Linked DNA regions of Mus musculus: region 2 is linked to region 1. The links are chromatin contacts, called in public Hi-C maps. All regions are on one chromosome and are shown on one strand. Each heading gives the region's core, a stretch centred on a gene start, on an enhancer-like site or on the middle of the called end of the contact. The rest is flanking DNA. Distances are from core to core; before and after follow the strand shown.

Evidence for each region. A called contact is a pair of places that touch in the nucleus more often than the background predicts.
Region 2: a Hi-C map of cerebellum shows a contact between it and region 1, with 2.3 times the contacts expected there. The contact joins two enhancer-like sites. A contact is called at or near these places in 5 of 39 promoter capture datasets (embryonic stem cells, hippocampal neurons, liver and 1 more), 3 of 15 datasets of contacts at CTCF or cohesin (CD8 T cells, large pre-B cells and pro-B cells), 27 of 484 Hi-C or Micro-C datasets (B cells, LSK cells, Th1 cells and 22 more), 9 of 115 datasets of contacts at active chromatin or transcription factors (CD8 T cells, bone marrow-derived dendritic cells, embryonic forebrain and 3 more) and 1 of 9 other capture datasets (embryonic stem cells).

Annotation. Positions count from the first base shown.
Region 1 is chr12:25,879,520-25,886,113 of GRCm38.p6, forward strand. No RefSeq gene overlaps it. Among named protein-coding and RNA genes, the nearest start is that of Gm29835, 96 kb to the right of the region's middle. Within about 2 kb of position 4,557, at least 5 of the 459 cell types and tissues checked have an H3K27ac peak or open chromatin away from gene starts, as enhancers often do. A contact at or near this core is called in cerebellum and cortical neurons, where this site is marked.
Region 2 is chr12:26,068,101-26,073,914 of GRCm38.p6, forward strand. No RefSeq gene overlaps it. Among named protein-coding and RNA genes, the nearest start is that of Gm29835, 92 kb to the left of the region's middle. Within about 2 kb of position 3,636, at least 18 of the 459 cell types and tissues checked have an H3K27ac peak or open chromatin away from gene starts, as enhancers often do. A contact at or near this core is called in cerebellum and cortical neurons, where this site is marked.

The DNA.
Region 1 (6,594 bases), core at 3,307-5,806:
GAAGTCAGTGACTTCTTTGTGTTGGGTGGCTAGATAGAACAGTGAGCATGCTGAGCACTTGGTCATTGGTAAATGCTGACACTCACCACTCCCTCTTCCTGTCTAAGTCTGCTCTCACAGTTACAGGTATTCTGAAGAAACAGTCCAACCGCTGAAATGAAGCACTGACTACTGATGGCATCAAGAGTCACTTGGTACATAGAGACACGAGCTCTGGGGGTACTGGTTAGTTCATATTGTTGTTCCACCTATAGGGTTGCAGACCCTTTCAGCTCCTTGGGTGCTTTCTCTAGCTTCTCCATTGGGGGCCCTGTGTTGCATCTTATAGATGGCTGTGAGCATCCACTTCTGTATTTGCCAGGCACTGGCATAGCCTCATATGAGACAGCTATAACAGGGTCCCTTCAGCAAAATCTTGCTGGCATATGCAATAGTGTCTGGGTTTGGTGGCTGATTATGGGATGGATCCCCGGGTGGGGTAGTCTCTGAACAGTCCATCCTTTCCTCTTAGCTCCAAACATTGTCTCTGTAACTCCTTTCATGGGTATTTTGTTCTCTATTCTAAGAAGGAACGAAGTATCCACCCATTGGTCTTCCCCTCTTCTTGATTTTCTTGTGTTTTGCACATTGTATCTTGGGTGTTCTATGTTTCTGGGCTAATATCCACTTATCAGTGAGTGCATATCTAGTGACTTCTTTTGTGATTGGGTTACCTCACTAAGGATGATATCCTCCAGATACATGCATTTGTCCAAGAATTTCATAAATTCATTGTTTTTAATAGCTGAGTAGTACTCCATTGTGTAAATGTACCACATTTTCTGTATCCATTCCTCTGTTGAGGGGCATCTGGGTTTTTTCCAGCTTCTGGCTATTATAAATAAGGCTGCTATGAACATAGTGGAACATGTGTTCTTATGTAGCAGAAGATGGCCTAGTCGGCCATCATTGGGAAGAGAGGCCCCTTGATATTGCAAACTTTATATGCCCCAGTACAGAGGAATGCCAGGGCCAAGAAGCAGAAGTGGGTGGGTAGGGGAGCAGGGTGAGGGGGGTATAGGGAACTTTCAGGATAGCATTTGAAATTTGAAATGTATATAAAGAAAATATCTAATTAAAAAAAAGAAAGAAAGAAAGAAAAGGAAAAAAAGTCACTTGGACACTGGGCGTGGTGGCACACACCTTTAATCCCAGCACTTGGGAGGCAGAGGCAGGTGGATTTCTGAGTTTGAGGCCAGCCTGGTCTACAAAGTGAGCTCCAGGACAGCCAGGGCTATACAAAGAAACCCTGTCTCGAAAACAAACAAACAAACAACCAAAAAAAGAGTCACTTGGAATTTGCTAAAAGGTAATGTTTAAGGAATCACCAAATACTTTCACTGCGTTTGAGTAAGAAAATCTCCGGGAAGAAGAAGACACGAAATCCTCTGTTTAAAAGACCATCAGTCCAAGCCTGGTTACATCCAAAGAGTTTCAAAGGCTGACAATTTGAGAGGTAGAAAGATACTGTAGAAAACTCGCAGTGCATTGTTGGTCTCTGGTGACCCTGTGAGTTGATTTGTAGGATAGACTGAAGTAATCAAAACTCAGTGTTGATGGAGATTACTCTGAATTGGGGTGCAAAAGGTCTTTCTCACCAACTGTAGGAACCACAGCAGTATTTAACTCTGTGATTTCCAGATCTCCCATCCACCCATGGGACAAGTAAGTCAGGACTCAGTGTCCAGCATCTTCAGCAAAAATTAATGGCATGGCATTAAAGCTATTTTTAAATGATGCTTAAAAGATAGAAACTAATAAGAGCAATTGAATTTAAAGACATAGATTGGTGTTCTTTGGTCATGTAGTATTTGTATATTATAAACTATGCAAACAGATGAAACAAATTCATGAAGGTGACCCTCCAGTGAGCCATGATGACGTGACCCAATGCTGTTATGACTATTATTCTTAGAAAGCTACAAAAAGTTTTAAGCAAAAAGTAAATAAAATAAAATGCCACTTAAGAAAAAAATCACTTGATTTTCTAACAATACCTCTATATACTACTTTCTAGTGAAAAATTTACCTACCTGGGGGTTTTCCTTTGCAAACAATGTACTTATTTATTTGTACTTTGTGGGAACTCTACAGCTTTCCTTCCTTATCTCACATTTATTTTTTTGCTATTTTAATGCTTCTGCAATAGGCAATGGACCATGAAGAATCAAGCTATACCAGTCCACAGATTCTTCTTGCCAAGTATTTCCTTGAGCCATGGACACCTCTCTGAATACACACAAATAATGTTTTTGCTTTTTGTTCTAAAACCCATCGTGATTTCTATCCACATGCATGCCTAACCTGAGATGTGGGTCTACATTTACTGTTATTGAAGTTGCCCAACCATTATTGCAAACACTGCCATGTAGTTTTCTCATCTCTAACAGTTTAATCTCTGACAAAATAGCATCATCACAGAGGCTGGTTGCTTATGGATTCTTTTAGCCTGTTCCATTTTTTTCACCCCTAGTATCTGCGTTACCCCTTTTGTCTTTCTAGAGGATTTATAATACTTAATACTCTCATAGTGTTTGCTGATCTTCTTCCCCTCTGACTCCATGCTCCAAAACGGTAGGAGCCATAGTTGCCTCTTGTGGTCAAGTACTCTTAGACTAACAAGTGTCATGTAGTGGCTCTAGGTCAGTAAATATTAACTGTCCAAGTAGTACTTCGAAGTACATATCAATTGGCTCACAAGCTTTTCTGCTACCAATTGGACATTTCTCACAATCTGTCAGACAAACACAGAATAAATTTGTTTCTTTTCTGTTGTTATGATAAAAGACGACGACTAAGGCAACATACCAAGGAAAGATTTTATTTGGCTTATGATCCCAGAGAGTTAGAGTCCACACGGCAGGGAAAGCATGGTGACAGTCATGACCACTGGAACTGGAAGCTTAAAACAGAGAGCTGTAATGTTGAAACTCAAGATGCAGAGACAACATATTAGGAATGGCACAAGGCTTGAAGTCTCAAAACCTTCCCAGTGACTGACTTACATCCTCTAATAAGGCCACGCCTCCTAAACTTTCCCAGATAGTACCACCATCATCAAGTCTTCAAATGCTCAAGCTATTACCTCATTCAAACCACCATAGTACCTCTCTTGCATCTTACCTTAGATGAGAAGGAACCTGTGGTTCACCACTTGTTTCAATGAGATCAATGAACTTGAAATCCTTGTAAGGAAAAAAAGCTAAATTAGATCCTATCACATTCTTTCTTCTTTCCTCTATTTTGTTAGAATTTGTCTGAGCAGCGATACTTGAAAACATTTAGAACATGGTTCATCTGAAATTGAGTTGATTTTTATACACACAGCTGTTAGAAATCTTCAAACATTTTCCTGCATTAGTTAATTAACTTATTTATTGCACATGGATGTGTATTTGGTATGTGTGTTCAGACATATGTAAGTGCATGTTTGCAGGTGTCCTTGTGAATGTCAGAGGTTGACATCGGGTATGTTTCTTGATCCCTCTCCAGTTTATCTACATAGGCTGGGTCTCTCTCTGGACCCAGCGCTTGCAGATTTGTCTAGTTGAGCTAGACTACTTGCTTTGGGGTACCCTGTCTCTGCCTCTTGAGCTCTGAGGTTACAGACAGGGTACCATGCTCACTTGGCTTTTATGTGGATGCTAGAACTCTGAACTCAGGTGCTGCTCAGGATTATACAGAAGGTTTATCAACTAAACCTTCTCTACAGCTCTCTCCTGCATTGATTTAGCAGTACAGAAACCATGTTTGCCTTTGCCTTTTGGATGACAGGGGGTGGACATTCTCCAGAGCTTCTACCCAATCTTAGTCGTTTTTTATAACGTTACCTTTTCGCCATCCGCAATCTGTGACTGGCATCACACCTCTCTCCTTGTTGGGCCACTGTGTTTTTTTTTTTTTTTCATCCACCCACACCCTGCAGCAAACCTTTAATGGGCATTATCTCACTTCTGCTGTTTGGAATTCATTATCAGTTCTGAATTTAGGTAATTCACTGATGTTTCAGGGTCCTGACATATTTGCTTTGTGTAGATTTTAGGTAGGAGGTGTTCAAATCACTATTGATTTCAAAGAAGGTGTCCATTCAACAAAAATCCTCATCTAGAGAAGCAGCAAGCTGGCATGACTGCCTGCTGCAATCTCAACGGGCCTACCACCTGGCTTACTGCAGAAAAAATTAGGACCAAGAAAGTCTTGCCCATCTGTGAGAAGAAAGGGACCCTGCTCAAGGATTGGCTGTCTCCCCCCTTAAAGAGGCACCTGAGGGCTCAGATCTTCGGGAGCACAATCAGGTGTGGCTTTCAGATTTCCACTTGGGACACTGTAGCCTTGAAATTATGGAATTCCATCTGTGACCTACATTCAATGTTGTAGTTTTCTTGGCAAGTGCATGTGACTAGCTGTGGCCGCTGCTTGTTTTCTTCCTTAGTAGATATCTCTGAAAGCTGTCATCTGAGGACCGTTGCTGAGTTCTGCACTTAAGGTTTCAAATCTAAAAGTCACAAGCTCATTATAGACATATTTATTCCCTACGAGTGATTTTTGGACCTAAACAGATGGTTTGGACGCCACCCAGGCCAGTTTAGTCAGATCTTTTTTATATCCAAACAATATTTTATTATCATGATGAAATTGTAGAGCACAACAAATAATGTAAATGCTATTTTTTGGCACTTAGAAAATTTCCATTTAAAAAAAAGTCACCAGAATTAAATTCACCAAGCATTTTCATATGAATATCTACTGCTTTTTTTTTTATGTGTCCTGGTAAATATAAAAGTCAATAACTTGCTAAGATATATTTAAGAGAGTGGATTGTAGCTTTTCCATTGGCTGATGGCATCATTGTATGCCGATCAAATTTTTAAATCTGAGAATAAATATAAAGGACATAAATGCAATTTTCATAACAGTTCCTTCTGTCAGACATTACCAGACAGCATAGGAAGAAGGATATGAACTCATTTGGGGCTATGATTCCAAGTAGAAAGGCATGGAGACCATTCAAGGGGCACAGAGAGAAAGAAGCAAGATGTCAAGCTGACATGAATTTCTGTGGTAACATCATTCCAAAGGTTCTTAGTCTCTTCCAGCATCTGAAGATAGTTTAGTTTCTCTCTTTGAATAAGCCACAGTGGCTAATGTTCACAGAAAAATATAATCAAAGATGCATAGACAATACAAAGCAGCCATTCATGAACCTGACATTGCCCCCTTTCCCAGATGCCCATTCAACTCACACAGGACAAATTCAATACCGTTTCCAAGTGATCAACACTGAGTTTCAGCTGGAAACACCTTTATATCAAGATGATTCTATTATTTTTCTTCCTTAGTTAGACTTGATAGAAGGCTTTAAAGTTTGTCATTTTTTTCCCCTCAGAAAAGAAAGGAACTCTTAAGATTACCATAGTGATGTGGGTCTTTTCCCATTAAGTCCAGGGTACATGTACACCATGGAAACAGAACTCCTTGAGGAACAAGGGTAAACAGCTCGTGCCCCAGGCATAACATTTTCAACATTATAAAAGTGTTATGAGGCAATTAATTGGGCTGTTTCCACTGAGTAGCTTTGGTGCATGTCACAGGTCACCATCTTCTAAGGCATGATACACTCCACAGCACTTTGCATCTCTAACCTGTGCCCGTACAGCCTTCCCCTGCCTCAGGCAAGCACCTCCATTGCTAGAGATGCAGCCCCAGCTTCCGCCTAGTTCATGATGTAGTCATGTTCCCCAGATCTGTTCATAATTCTCCTCCACCCCAGCACAATCCCATGTCTCAGGATCTGCAATTACTGGAAATATTATTCTTTTGAATTTTTAAAATGTCTTTCTTCTTTCCAGAAAGATCTCCCTGAAAACCATGAAAAGCTTAAATCCTCCACTTCTTTGCAGACACTCATTCCTTTGGGCTATTTTTTCTTCTTTAAAAATGTTTGGGAACATAAACAACATGAACTCTTGGACAAGCACAGCTCTGGGTAATGGTCAAAGGCCAATGTTGAAGTTCTCTAATCCTTCTTAGATGATTGTGTTTGTGAAATTCTGGCAAGAAAACATAATGGGGAAGATGTTTTTCTTTTCAAAGGCATCTTAAAGAGTGGGGCTGACTGCAGCTTCACTTTCTGATATTGTACATTAGTTGGAAAGTTTACAGTAAGATATGTCATAAAGATCTTGGGAGCTAACTGAACACTCAGATTCAAAACAAAATGGATATACGATATCAGTCACTTTCAGTTCTAGTGTTGTGAAGGCTAGACAAGCAGATTCATGGGACTGTCTTCTCAGCCTACCCAGCCTCCTTGTTGAGCTCCAGGCCAGTGAGAAACCCTGTCTTAAATACAGGTGGCTAGCACATAAGGAATGACACACGAAGTCATCCCCTGGCCCCCACAGTCAAGAGGACACATGTGAATACATTTTTCCAGAACATTGTAATTGTACAAAATTGTCAGATTCTGAAGCGTGACCTTCAAAAACTCAAACTGGGCATTACTATCCACAAAGTGCATTGCTTCATGAAGAAAGGTGTGCTTGTACGATGTGG
Region 2 (5,814 bases), core at 2,386-4,885, 190 kb after region 1:
TGGATTGGAGCTGGGACCTCCAATCCACACCTGCGTTGACATCACCAGGCCTCACCTGCCGGAGCGGAAGGCCTGAGGATCTTGGGGCGCTGGGGGCGGGGGCCATCTGCTCCAGCCCCACAAATGAGTCCTTCTCCCAGAGAGTGAGAGCCGGTTGATTAAAATGCAGCCCGCTGCCAGAGGGCGAGGCGCGCAGCTGGACAGCAGCTTCTCCGGAGCATTTGCAAAAGCCTCTCTCACAGCTGGAGCGACAGTTGCCCCTGCGCCACTGGCCGGCCATTGTGAACTGCAAAGAGTCCTTCTTTGGGCGGAAGCAGAAGTTCACCCAGCTGTCAAATATTTGAAATGTAAAAAGCTCAGGGTGCTGGGGGAAGGGAGAAGACACAGACCACGTCAGAGGAAATGCAAGCTGCCCAGGGGTGGAGGAAGCCGTGGGCTGAGAGTTCACTTTGAGCAATCAATAAGGCCTTCAGAGTCAGAAGAGTAAGACAGTTCCGGAGAGGGCAGAGCCGCCAGAGGCTCAGGATGGCAAGAGCCAGCCGGGGCTGGAAGCTACTCAGATCGCCCCAGCCCCAGTGGTGACAGGGCTTCTGAAGGACAGATGGCATTTCCTGGATCCCTCTTGGCTGCTCCCCTCCTACCGACAGGGTGGTTCCTCTGTAGAACACCTGCTCTGGCTTCATACCCTTTACATTGCACTGTAAAGCTGGGACCCAAAGCATCACTCGGGGCGTGAACCTATAGTGCAGCCTCCCTTCCTGTCTCTGGGTACCACTTCCTTCTCTCCTTGGCTTCCCTTGCTCTCTGGGCAGTCTTCAAAACAAGCTTGGGGTCCAGATCCCTTGCTTATCACAGGACCAGCACAGAGCATCGATTGGTTTTGCTTCCATTTACAGTCCTTAACATTTTAAAACTCCGTATTGACTGTGGCAAAAACTTCTTTATGTAATCCACTAGGAAAGGGTAAAGCTGTCAAACCTGCTAGAATTCCCAGGTCCAGCACAGCAGGCTGATGAAGACCCATGCAGCTATGCTTACACACTCTACTCCAAGTTTCTGAATCCTAAGAGTACCTGAGCAGGCTTTGGGCCAAGCAGGATATCTCTCTTGGGCAGTAGAGGAACCCGAGATGTGTCCCCATCAAAGGCAGGTTCTCTTATTGTCACACTTTTGATTGGCTTGTCTGCACTTTGCAGCCTGCTTGGTGGCTTAGTCTTGCTTCTGTTCCTACACACACACACACACACACACACACACACACACTAAAGCAGGCCTCTTTGCATTTGAGGGTTTTGTTTCTCCCTCTCTGTCTCTGTCTCTGTCTCTCTGTCTCTCTCTGTCTCTCTCTCTCTCTCTCTCTCTCTCTCTGTGTGTGTGTGTGTGTGTGCGCGCGCGCGTGTGTTATCAGGCTTCTTCTTATAAAAAAATGCATAACTATATACTAGTCCCTGTTCACAAAGTCATCACGGTCCACAACATGACCTAAGTGGAACTCACGGAGGTCCTGTCTACCCTCAGCAGTCTCCAGAGGGTTCTGGTTAGCCTGTCTCCACCCTTCTCTGGAGTTGCTACCTGCCACTTCCAGGCTTTACTTAAATCTCATCCTGAAATGTTGGAGTTCAAGAGAAGAGAGATGCAGAGAGCTGTTACCTATCCCAGAGGAGCCAAAGACCACATGTCCATCATAGCGGGCCTGCAAAGCAGGCCTCCCCTCTCTTGAAATGTTCTTGAGGTCTTTACAACGTCTGAACACTGGAGAGGAGCCACACCTGCATTTCTCTTGGGAATGTTCCTCATTTTATCAATGAAATCCAAACAGAATGGATAAGTTCGTATTGGAGAACGGAGCTTGAAGGCAGAAAGGAGTTAGCATCCTACAGCAGCAGGGATGGATGCTCAGCCCTAGGTATGGGGGACTCTGAACAAAGATGGGGTGAGGAACATACAGCTCTTTGAGTGCTATTACCCAGGACCTGGGATGGGGACCTGAGTGGTATCTAAGACAGAAGAAGAGTGCCATGTGACAGAGGTGTGTGGTGGTGGTAGAGTTACAACTTCTAAGAAAAAAGAATGATGTATTTGGCTATAGAAACAAGGAGACCCTCAGTGCTGAAATACTGTTTCTGAGCCAGTCATTCAGTGGACAATAGTGTCATCTGCCCACAATAGTGGACAAATCCATCTTTTTGTCTCCCCAAGACTCCCAGTACAAAGTGGACAGAATTGACCAGGGAACCTCAGAGAATGAGAGAGGAGTTTCCTGTCTCCAACCCTCCCAAGAGTCACAAAGCCAAGCATAGAGAGGGATTTGGATCTGAGGTTCTTTAGCTTCACTCAGTCACTTGCCTGGTGGCTTCTTATGTCATCCCTCAGAGCCTAAACATGATTTTTGTGGCCATAGCAAGACCTCCATCTGAAACTGAGGATCAAGAACTTGCACCCCATTCTGGAATACGGCACCTGCCCATCTATGAGGACTTTCCAATGCACCACGTTGTTAATAAACTGGAGATAGGGAAGGTTTCTATGTTATAGAAATTGCCAATTACATGATTGTTTTCCTATTGCCGACGAAACATCATGAAGGCAATAAAGAGGAAGAGATATAACTCTTTTGTATGATTTACAAATGACTCCAGTAGATAAAAAGAACCTGAGGGCAGGGGGAGAGAAACCAAGTAGAGTGTGCAGAACTTCACCGGGCGCTACAACAAACAATGGGTGTAGAGAAAGTCAGAGCTGGTTTTTGCACAACCAATCAGCCAGCTAGAAAAACAGTAGTGAGTAAAAATACCCTGGCAGGGGTGATGCTACCCATAAAGTCTTGGGGTTACCAAGTAAGATAATGTGTCAGAGACAAACTAGATAGGCAGCAGAGATAGATGCTTCTCTTCCCGGGTGCTGAGAAGCAGCCTCTAGATCCCCAGCCAACGGGGACATTCGTGACTCAGGATGTCATAGTTGTTGCTGATGTTTTACTGTTCTGTTTCTTTATACATAGAGAGGAAATTCTCAACTCAAGTGATCAGTTAGCAGAGTAACAACCATAGAATATGAATTTGGAAATTCATAATCACTTCTGAGGGCAGGCAGAGAGAATAGCTTCAACAAGGTTTTGTATTCAGAGAAATGGGGAATGACAATCAGGGCACAATGATTTGTTGGATATAAATGGGGGTGTAAAAAAAGCCATATATATGTACATAGTAGCCCCTTCCTTTCCTGGGTGGGAATTAGGAATACAGAGGAGCTGTGAGAAGATACCAAGACATCATGATTGACGGATTGATGCTGCCCTTGGGAATTGTAGGCTGAGAGTCTCATTGGTGGGATGAGAGGACTAGGAGCTCAGGAGAGGAGCCCAGGGTGTACCCCTTTGGGTCTTTGGTCTTCACTATTCTCCACTCCACAGAGCAAAGCCATACCAAAATGGGTATTTGAGTATAACCATCCATACATAGAACATCTCTCTTAAGTGTAATTGAAATAAAACTCTCTGGGTGATCAACAAGCCTAAAGACCTTGTCCTGAAAGAGCAACTATGAGACCCCTCAGAGCAACTTTCTAGAGGGGACTCACCTACCCCTGCAGCTGAGTTCCTTATTTACAGCCACATAAAATTCACTAATCACCTGAATTTTGTTGCAACACAGTGCCATCTAGTGCCCAGTCTGGCTAACACCAAGGGACTGTTCCCCAGGGAAGTATTGACTCGCCTCGGAATCTAAGCTTCTGGGCTGGACATCAGGCATTTTGGAAGAAACACTAAGTTTTCTGACCTCCCCTCACTCCCAGCAGGTGGAGAAACTGTGTCTACAGACAGACAAGAGCTCCTGACACAAACAGACCGGAGCTCACATGCTCAAAGCAGTCAAGGTCCTGGTCCTCAAGTTCCAGTCAGAAGCTGTGCCTGTAAAACAGAGTATTCGTCTTCTTCCATGGGGGAAGTCTACTCTCACAGATTTGCCTTTAACTAGGGGTTTGGGTCAATTGTGATGCAGTTAGAAGAACTTGAATAGTCAGCTTGCTTGTTTAATTCATCATTAAAATTTTACATATAAAATAATTATCCTATTTTAAAAAAAACCCTCTGGCTTGAAATTTCAAGACTGGTTTTAGACATACTCTGAGTGGTTAGGCTCAGAATATGTAAGACGGAAACAAAGCATGCGACCCCAGCCCTCAAACACTGCCACACACATTGCAGCCTTCCTGGACTTGCAGGTGGAAGTGATGAGCAGTTCACTACAGGTAAGGCAATCCCTGATCTTGTCTTGCTGCCTTTATGTATCTGCGATGTTCCCTTACTTAAGGGAGACACTTGAGCTTCTAAGCCACACTGAAACCCAGGCGTGAAGCCAGAACTCCCCAGCACATTTTATCCAGGCACACAGGGAGTGTTTTACGTATCTTATCCTGTTAACCTTGCAGCGTTACTTTCAGACATGTGCTGCTTTCTGCATCATACGAATGAGGAAAAATGGGCAAAGAGAAACAAGCATGAATGTGAAGGTGGTCAGCGTGTACATGCCAGTCCTGTGGGTAGATGGGAGAGGGGACAAGGCTCTGAGCCCAAGAAGGCTTTGGGCAGACACAGAAGCTGTTGTGAATGAACTCTGCACCAGTGCCCTGCACCTTCAATGAAGTGCAAGGTAATATAGTTAGGTACATCTGTCTCTGTGCATACATGTCTAGCTCTATATAGGTAGTGTCTGTCATTTACCTCTATTATGTCACCTATCTATCGTCTGTCATGATTTTATTATCTATCTACCTATAATCTACTACCTATTGCCTATCTACTTATATATAATACATATGTAATATGAGTATATATAATGATATATAATATATTATATATGGGTTATTTTAATATATATTATATAAACTCTATCATTATCCTTCTATCATGTACCCCCTATTTTCTATTGTTTTACTATCTATCTATCTATCTATCTATCTATCTATCTATCTATCATCTATTATCTCTTACCTATCTACCTATCACATATGTATAGTGATAGATAATATATGTTACATATGAGATATACAATATTTACTTGTTATATATAATCTCTGTTGCTATCCATTATCCTTGTATAAATTATGTACCTCCCTATTATCTGTTGTTTTATCATTTATTACCTGCCAGCTATCTTTTTCTATCATTTATCTATCACCCATCTGTCTATCCATGTTGCTACCTACCTATCTATCATCTAATGATCACACATCCTACTATTAAGAAGCTATAGGTTCAATGACACCAGTATCTACGAGTCCAACACTGTGATTATTAAGCTTGATGGACTCTATCCTGGAGACATGAATCCTGATTGCTGTATTTAAACTCATCACTTCCTGTCTCAGCTCATTGACCACACGAGCTTTCCAATTTCCTTATGACACATTCTATCTGAAATTAAGACAAAAATACTCCTTCCTAATCCCTCACTACCCTCCATGGTAAAATGACATCACTTGTCAAAGTCCACTCCCACTTCTATCTGTCTTTTCTCCCTCATTGACCTGTATTAGTGAAACGTAGATTGCTTTGATAAGCATCATGACCAAAGGCAACATGGACAGGGAAGGGTTTATTTGGCTTATGCTCCCCAGGTCCTAGTTCATCAGTGAGGGAAGTCAGGGAAGGTCAAGTCAGGGAGCTGGAAGCAGAAACTGAAGCAAAGGCCATTGAAGAACACTGCTGACTGGCTATCGCCTCAGGTTCATATTCAGCCCTGTGATAGCACTACCTACAGTAGGTTGGACCTCACCCCAACCCCCGACATCAATTATTGATCAAGAAACTGC